2 separate regions of the Rattus norvegicus genome follow, and region 2 is linked to region 1. Evidence: chromatin contacts called from public Hi-C data. All regions are on one chromosome and are shown on one strand. Each heading gives the region's core, a stretch centred on a gene start, on an enhancer-like site or on the middle of the called end of the contact. The rest is flanking DNA. Distances are from core to core; before and after follow the strand shown. Region 1 holds the start of Hint1 (histidine triad nucleotide binding protein 1). Region 2 holds the start of Gm2a (ganglioside GM2 activator).

Region 1 (3,082 bases), core at 184-2,683:
ATTTAGAATGCTTCTCTCTCTCTCTGCAAGTGTTTTGTGTTCTCCCCTCCCCCACCCCGTTTTGTTTTGCTTTGTTTTTGAGTAAGCAACTTATTCCATAATATAGGCTGGTCTGTAACTCCCTGCTCAGTCTTCTGGATGGTAGGGTTGGGACTACAGGGCATGCATGCTACAAGACTTGTAAACCTTTCCAATGAAATGGGGCTCTTTCTAAGACAAAAGAACTTCCCCAATTAGTGACACATATAGCAATTTAAATAAAACTCACCTCAAGGAACCAAATGAAGTTTGGAGTACTATTTCAGGTCTATGTGAATATTACCAGTAGCATTAATGCTTTCTTATATTTCAAATTTCTTTTCTTTTCTTTTTTTTTTTTTTTTGGTTCTTTTTTTCTTTTTTGGGAGCCGGGCTTGCTAGGCAAGCGCTCTACCACTGAGCTAAATCCCCAACCCCATATTTCAAATTTCTTAAGCGGACTGAACAAACCAGCACAAAACTTTCTAGTCTAGCCAAGTTACCACCCTGCTTTATGTGAGACTGAAAGCCATATCACTGCCTAGGAAATAATTTACAAAATTGGTCTTCAATATCGACTGCGATTTAATCTATCAAGGAGGAGGGAAAAAAGACAACTTTTGATCTTGCATCATAAATGTTTTCTTCGATCAGCAGGGCGTGGACCACCTGCAATCCTAGCATAGCAGGGTTCAAGGTCAGCCCCAGTTAGTTACTCAGCGAGTTTATGATCAGCCTAGAATGGTGAAGCCGATCTATTAAAACAACAAACCAGAAAATCCTTAAAGCAATATATATATATATATATATTTTTAAAAGCTTGAAGGGGTAAGGCCAGTCCCCAGAGGCAACGTCTGCGGCCGGAACAGGGAGCAGAAGGACCTAGCAGTGCCCGGACCGCTGCGCGCGGGAGATCGCAGAGATTGCGCCGGGGGCAGGATCCGGTTTCTCGACGGCCAGATTGACACCCGCGTGGTGGGTGGCGGTCGCCGGCCCCCGTGGGCGTCACCCATGGGTCTGCACTTCACAGGGGACCGGGGCGGGCGTCACCTCCCAGGGCCTCGGCCCGCATCACCTCACCAGGGCCGCGACACGCGGCGGGCCGAGCGGCCGATAACGCGTAACCCGAGCGCAGGCACGCGCCGCAGGGCCACGCGGGCGCAGGGCCAGGCCAGCCAGGCCGCGCGTCGTCTCAGGCCCGCGGCTCCTCAGGGAACGCCGGCGTGTCGCCGGGCGGCAAGCCTACCCGATCGTCCTCGAAAATGATCTTGGCCGGGATTTCTTTGCGGATGATCTTGCCGAAGATCGTGTCGCCACCGGGCTGGGCCACTTGAGCCTTGGCAATCTCGTCAGCCATCGCGGCCGGTCGCTGTCCTTCCCGCGCCGCGGCCACGGTGGGGAGAGGAACCGCGAGAGCGCGCGGGGACTGCCGGCTCGCGCCCGGTCGGTCTGCGCATGCGCTCTGGCGCCGGCGTCGGCGCCGCAGCCGCTGGGAGCGAAGGAATGAAATGGGCGGAGGAAGCGCCGGTTCTTTGCCTCTGCACCTCTATAAGAAATTTTGATTTGCTAGTTCTGGGAGGAGGCTAGGTTTGGCCCAGTGCTTGCCAAGCGTATACGGAGTTCTAGATTTGAACTCTACCGCCTCATAAACCGGATCTGGTGCTGCACGTCTGTAGTCCTAGAGTTTGAGAAATGGAGGCAGGAGGATGGAAATTCAGTTCATCCTCAACATTGTTTGAGGCCAGCCTGGGTTACCTGAGACCCTGTTCCAGAGCAGTCTGTTTTCTGTTTCAAGTTGTGCTGATCACATTTGCTGGCTTGTGATACCGTAGCCTTTTTTTTTTTTTAAGATTTTTATTTTATATATGTATATGTGTGTGTGAGTATTTTGCCAGCATGCGTAAGAGTGCATTATATCTAATGCCTCGGATCCCCTGGAACTAGAGTTACAGATGGTTGTGAGCCATGTGGGTGGATAGAACTGAAACCTGGTCCTCTGCAAGAGCTACAAGTGCTCTTAACCCTGATCATTTAAACCCTCAGTTGTTTGAGGTCTTGGCTAAGAGCCATATGAAGCCTTACATCAGGTGTTCTTTGCTTTGTTTCTCGCTTTGTGTGGCAGCGATTCTCAATCTTAACTACGTACTAAAAACCACTTGGGAACTCTTTAAACATCTCTGACCACACCCCACATTAATTAAGTCCAAGTCTGGAGAGATGAGACCTAGGCAGGAGTTGTTTGTAAGCCCCTAGGGCCATCTTCCTGGCTGGAATCAGTTTCGAAGAAGAAACAAAGTCTTTCTTGGCCCCGCCTCCACCCTTCCTCCTCTCTGTCCCCTCGGTCCTCTTAAAAAGTGTTTTCTGAATATCGTGTGCACTTTGTCATCGTTGGTTCTTTGGGTCATTTCTTCCTCGTCGGGATTAGGCAGGACCTCCATTCACAACGTTCTGTAGACAATCCCAGTTGTCATATAGATCTGTGGACGTGGGTCGCCACTGTTGTTACCGTTAGCTTCTTTCAACATCCCATCCCACTGCCCTCTGGATGGTTTCTTCTGCACATGGAGCCCCCCCCCCCCCCCCCCCCGTTCCACATCTCATTGGATTCTGTTCCTGGCTCTCTTATCTGACAATCTCCAAGTGGCCATAGTGACCTTAGGGACTTAGAGAGATGGTTTGGTGATCAAGACACAAACTGTTCTCTCAGAGGCCAGCAAAAACATCACAGCTGCCTGTAACTGCAGCTCTGGGGGCGAAATCTGATGCCTCTGGCCTAGCAGGATGCCTTCAATCACTTGTGGACTGGGCGCACATAGATCGCACAGATACACATATATACACACATAATTTAAAAAATATAAGTAAGGGGTTGGGGATTTAGCTCAGTGGTAGAGCGCTTGCCTAGGAAGCGCAAGGCCCTGGGTTCGGTCCCCAGCTCCGAAAAAGAAAGAACCAAAAAAAAAAAAAAAAATATATATATATATATATATATATATATATATATATATATATATGTAAAAAGGGAAAACTTAAGCCAGATGACAGTGGTACACGGCTTCAATCC
Region 2 (3,082 bases), core at 319-2,818, 230 kb before region 1:
TTCATGGGAAATCGATGAGACCCAAATAAGGCCTAATTTAGTTCACAGTAACCAACCTACACTGGCTTCTTGGTTTTAACAAGTACACGGATAAAATGGGATGCTAACAAAAGCACTTAGGTAAATACACAGAACTCTATACTATCCCCATAAATTATTCCAAAATTGGGGGACGGATGCAGGAAGCTCAGTAGTTCAAAATCATCATTAACTACTTTAAAGAGGAAAAGTACAAAGCTCAACCTACCGCACACAGTAGGTATATGATAAATGACACCCACTATGCAACATAGAGTCTAGTAAGTGGCCAAAACAAAACCAGCCATATCTTGAGTCGCTACAGTGCAGGGTCATAGGACCAGACAATGATAAAAGAAGACCCCAGGATTCCGAAAGCTCGGTCAATCACTAGTCACTGCAGACTCAAGTTCTGTACCCATAAGCCTCTAGAGAACATGGTGATGACAGTCAGCGGGGTTCAAAAGTATGGCTGAGTGATCTTGAGTAAAGTCCCTCATGAGCAAAAGGAGGTTGGTGCCTGCAATGCCCGAGTCCCTCCAAATTGCCTAACTGAGCACCGAAAGTTGGAATGGAACCCACAAACAAAGCATATATGAGAAACGGGAATATCTGCAAGGCCTACTGCCTCTAACAGGGCTCCACCTCACAAGGCGAGCTGCGGAGCCAAGACTATCAGTCCCACACTAGGAGACATCAAGAGACAAGTTGACTAGCCTCTGGGACAGTGAGGTCAAAAGTTCCTTCCTCCCACAAGTAACATCACCCTGCATCTGACCGAACAAGGCCAAGGCCATACTGGCCCTAACTGCACTATTCTTTTGGCATTCTGCAAACACCGGGTTCATGAAAGCCCTCACCCTATGCTGACATCACACACATTTTATACACCAAGGCTAAGATTGTCCATAACACCTTCCCCCTTTATCCAGCCGGCTGGCAGGAGGGATCTGGAGGACCTGCACTTTGGGCCACCACAAAAGGCAATGGAACTGGGCTTTTCCCTCAGAATGACCGAACTTCCCTTTCCCGGGGGTCTGTAGCGTGGAAAATGAGAGACAGGGAAGTGAAAGACTGGCAGGAGATGGAGGGTCTCAAAGGCTCACAACTAGGTGCAGTGGGATCACACGGCTGGCCCTCTGTCACCTGGTAGCCAAGTTTGAAACCCCTGGCCTGATTCAACCCTCTCACAGCAGAAAGAGCTCAGAGCTAAGCAGAAAACAGTGAAAGAGGAGGGCGGGGAGTGCAGCGAGTTACACGCTGAGATCCTGGGTCTGGGGCAGGAGCGTTCGAATCGCTGCTCTGCACCCGGAAAGGATGGGACAGGACGCTTCGGAGGACAGGAGCCCCTCTAGGACAATCTGGACCCATCAGCCGCTGAAGGCCTGCTCCAGGATCAGGGGCACTCACGCGCTTCGAGATGAGGCGCGAAGGGGCGACAGGGCCAGCGAACAGCAAGCCCAGCACGAACAGCAAGCCCAGCACGAGCAGCAGCGGTACACGACGCATGGCGACGGTCCTCGAGGTCGGTCTAGGCACGGCGACTCTCCAGTGCCTTTAAAGCCAGCAGGTCCCTATTGCAATGCCTGGCTGCGCTCAGCGCTCCGCCCCGCGGGGCAGAGATTGCAGGCCCTAGGCGGGATTTCTCCGGTCACGCCCCAAGTACCGCCCACTTCGGCCCCACCCTCAACGGCCTACTGAGGGGGCAGAGCCAGGGGAGGAAGGGGCGGAGCTAAGTGCTGAGAAAAAAAAGGCTCTGCGAAAGAGGCGGAGCCGATTGAGGGCGGAGCGAAGGGGCGAGTCTAAGGGGGCGAGAAGGGCTGAACGCGAGGGGCGGGGGCTACGTAAGGGGTGGGGCTAAAGGTGGGAGGGGCAGGGCGGAGTGCCAGGGCGGAGGAGAATGCAGAAACAGGGCTCAGCGCGCCGCCGGGCTAGGGGGCTGGGGGGTGGGGGGGAAGATAGGCAGAACTTGCTGGGCGTGGAGGGGCGAGGCGGAGCGAAGCTCTGGGGTGTGTCTAGGGAGGTTCAGTTGTTTTCCCTTTTAGGTTCTTCTCTATAGAGTCAAAGCTCCCCGACAGTTTCCTGCTTCTGTCCTCTCACATTGTAACTCCCTGGCGTCTGGTTGTTGGCATTTAACAGTATCTAAAACGCTGCCAGGCCCCCTGAGGCTTTTAGTCCTAAGGAAGCACCTGCGCCTGAGGATGATGGGGGTGGTGGCGCCTATCGCCGGCCGGAGTCTGTTTAGACACCAAAGTTCATTTTCCAAGGTACAAACAAAATACCAGGAATGTCGACAGAAAGAGCATATACACTATCAGCGTGATAGCCCGAGGAGTTCGAGACCTCCACTCAGGCCAAACTGGGCTTCATCGCTGAAAAAGAATTTTAGGACCTATGGAGAAGCATAGTTGGTGATTTTAAAACACACTGGAAAGTAGATTTGTGGCCTTCTCAAAGACTCAATTTCTCTAGTTCTCATTCTGTCTACAAGATTTTGAAAGCCCATTGCTTCACGGGTTTCTGGGAACCCCATCTCTGTTTCTTTATTCGATCATTAAAGTTATGGATTGGCTCCAAAGGTGCTTTGGACAGTGTTTCAAGCTGGTTAGCTAAAACTAGAAACCAGTGAACTTAGACAGGAGCCTGAGTACATGTGCTTCTTGGTAAATGGAATTTCTAGTAAGATTGCTAGAAAACTGTAAACAACTGGGAATGTGGGAAGCCTTAAGTAATATTTAATTGTGCTGGGATTCTTGCTTTTCTGCTCCAACTAGATTCCAGTTGAAGGGGCTCCTTTTTCTTTATCTCCCTTGAATTTTTCCTTATCTTCCTTCTGTAGGAAATAAATCATGGGGCTAGAGAGATGGCTCTGCAGATAGGAGCATTGATTGCTCTTCCAGAGGTCCTGAGTTCAATTCCCAGCAACCACATAGTGGCTTCACAAGCATCTGTAATGGGTCTGATGTCCTCTTCTGGCGTGTCTGAAGACAGCTACAGTGTACTCACATACATAAAATAAATTTAAAAATCTTTTTTTAAAAATAGAAAAGAAAAAAGAAATAAA

Evidence for each region. A called contact is a pair of places that touch in the nucleus more often than the background predicts.
Region 2: a Hi-C map of liver shows a contact between it and region 1, with 4 times the contacts expected there. The contact joins the promoter of Gm2a here to the promoter of Hint1 in region 1. A contact is called at or near these places in 3 of 12 Hi-C or Micro-C datasets (frontal cortex, liver and psoas muscle).

Annotation. Positions count from the first base shown.
Region 1 is chr10:39,488,576-39,491,657 of GRCr8, reverse strand. Hint1 (histidine triad nucleotide binding protein 1) reads right to left here and starts at 1,433. Exons shown (of 3, transcript NM_001109607.1): 1 at 1,265-1,433. The coding sequence starts at 1,375.
Region 2 is chr10:39,718,405-39,721,486 of GRCr8, reverse strand. It overlaps Gm2a (ganglioside GM2 activator), which reads right to left and starts at 1,568. Exons shown (of 4, transcript NM_172335.2): 1 at 1,429-1,568. The coding sequence starts at 1,527.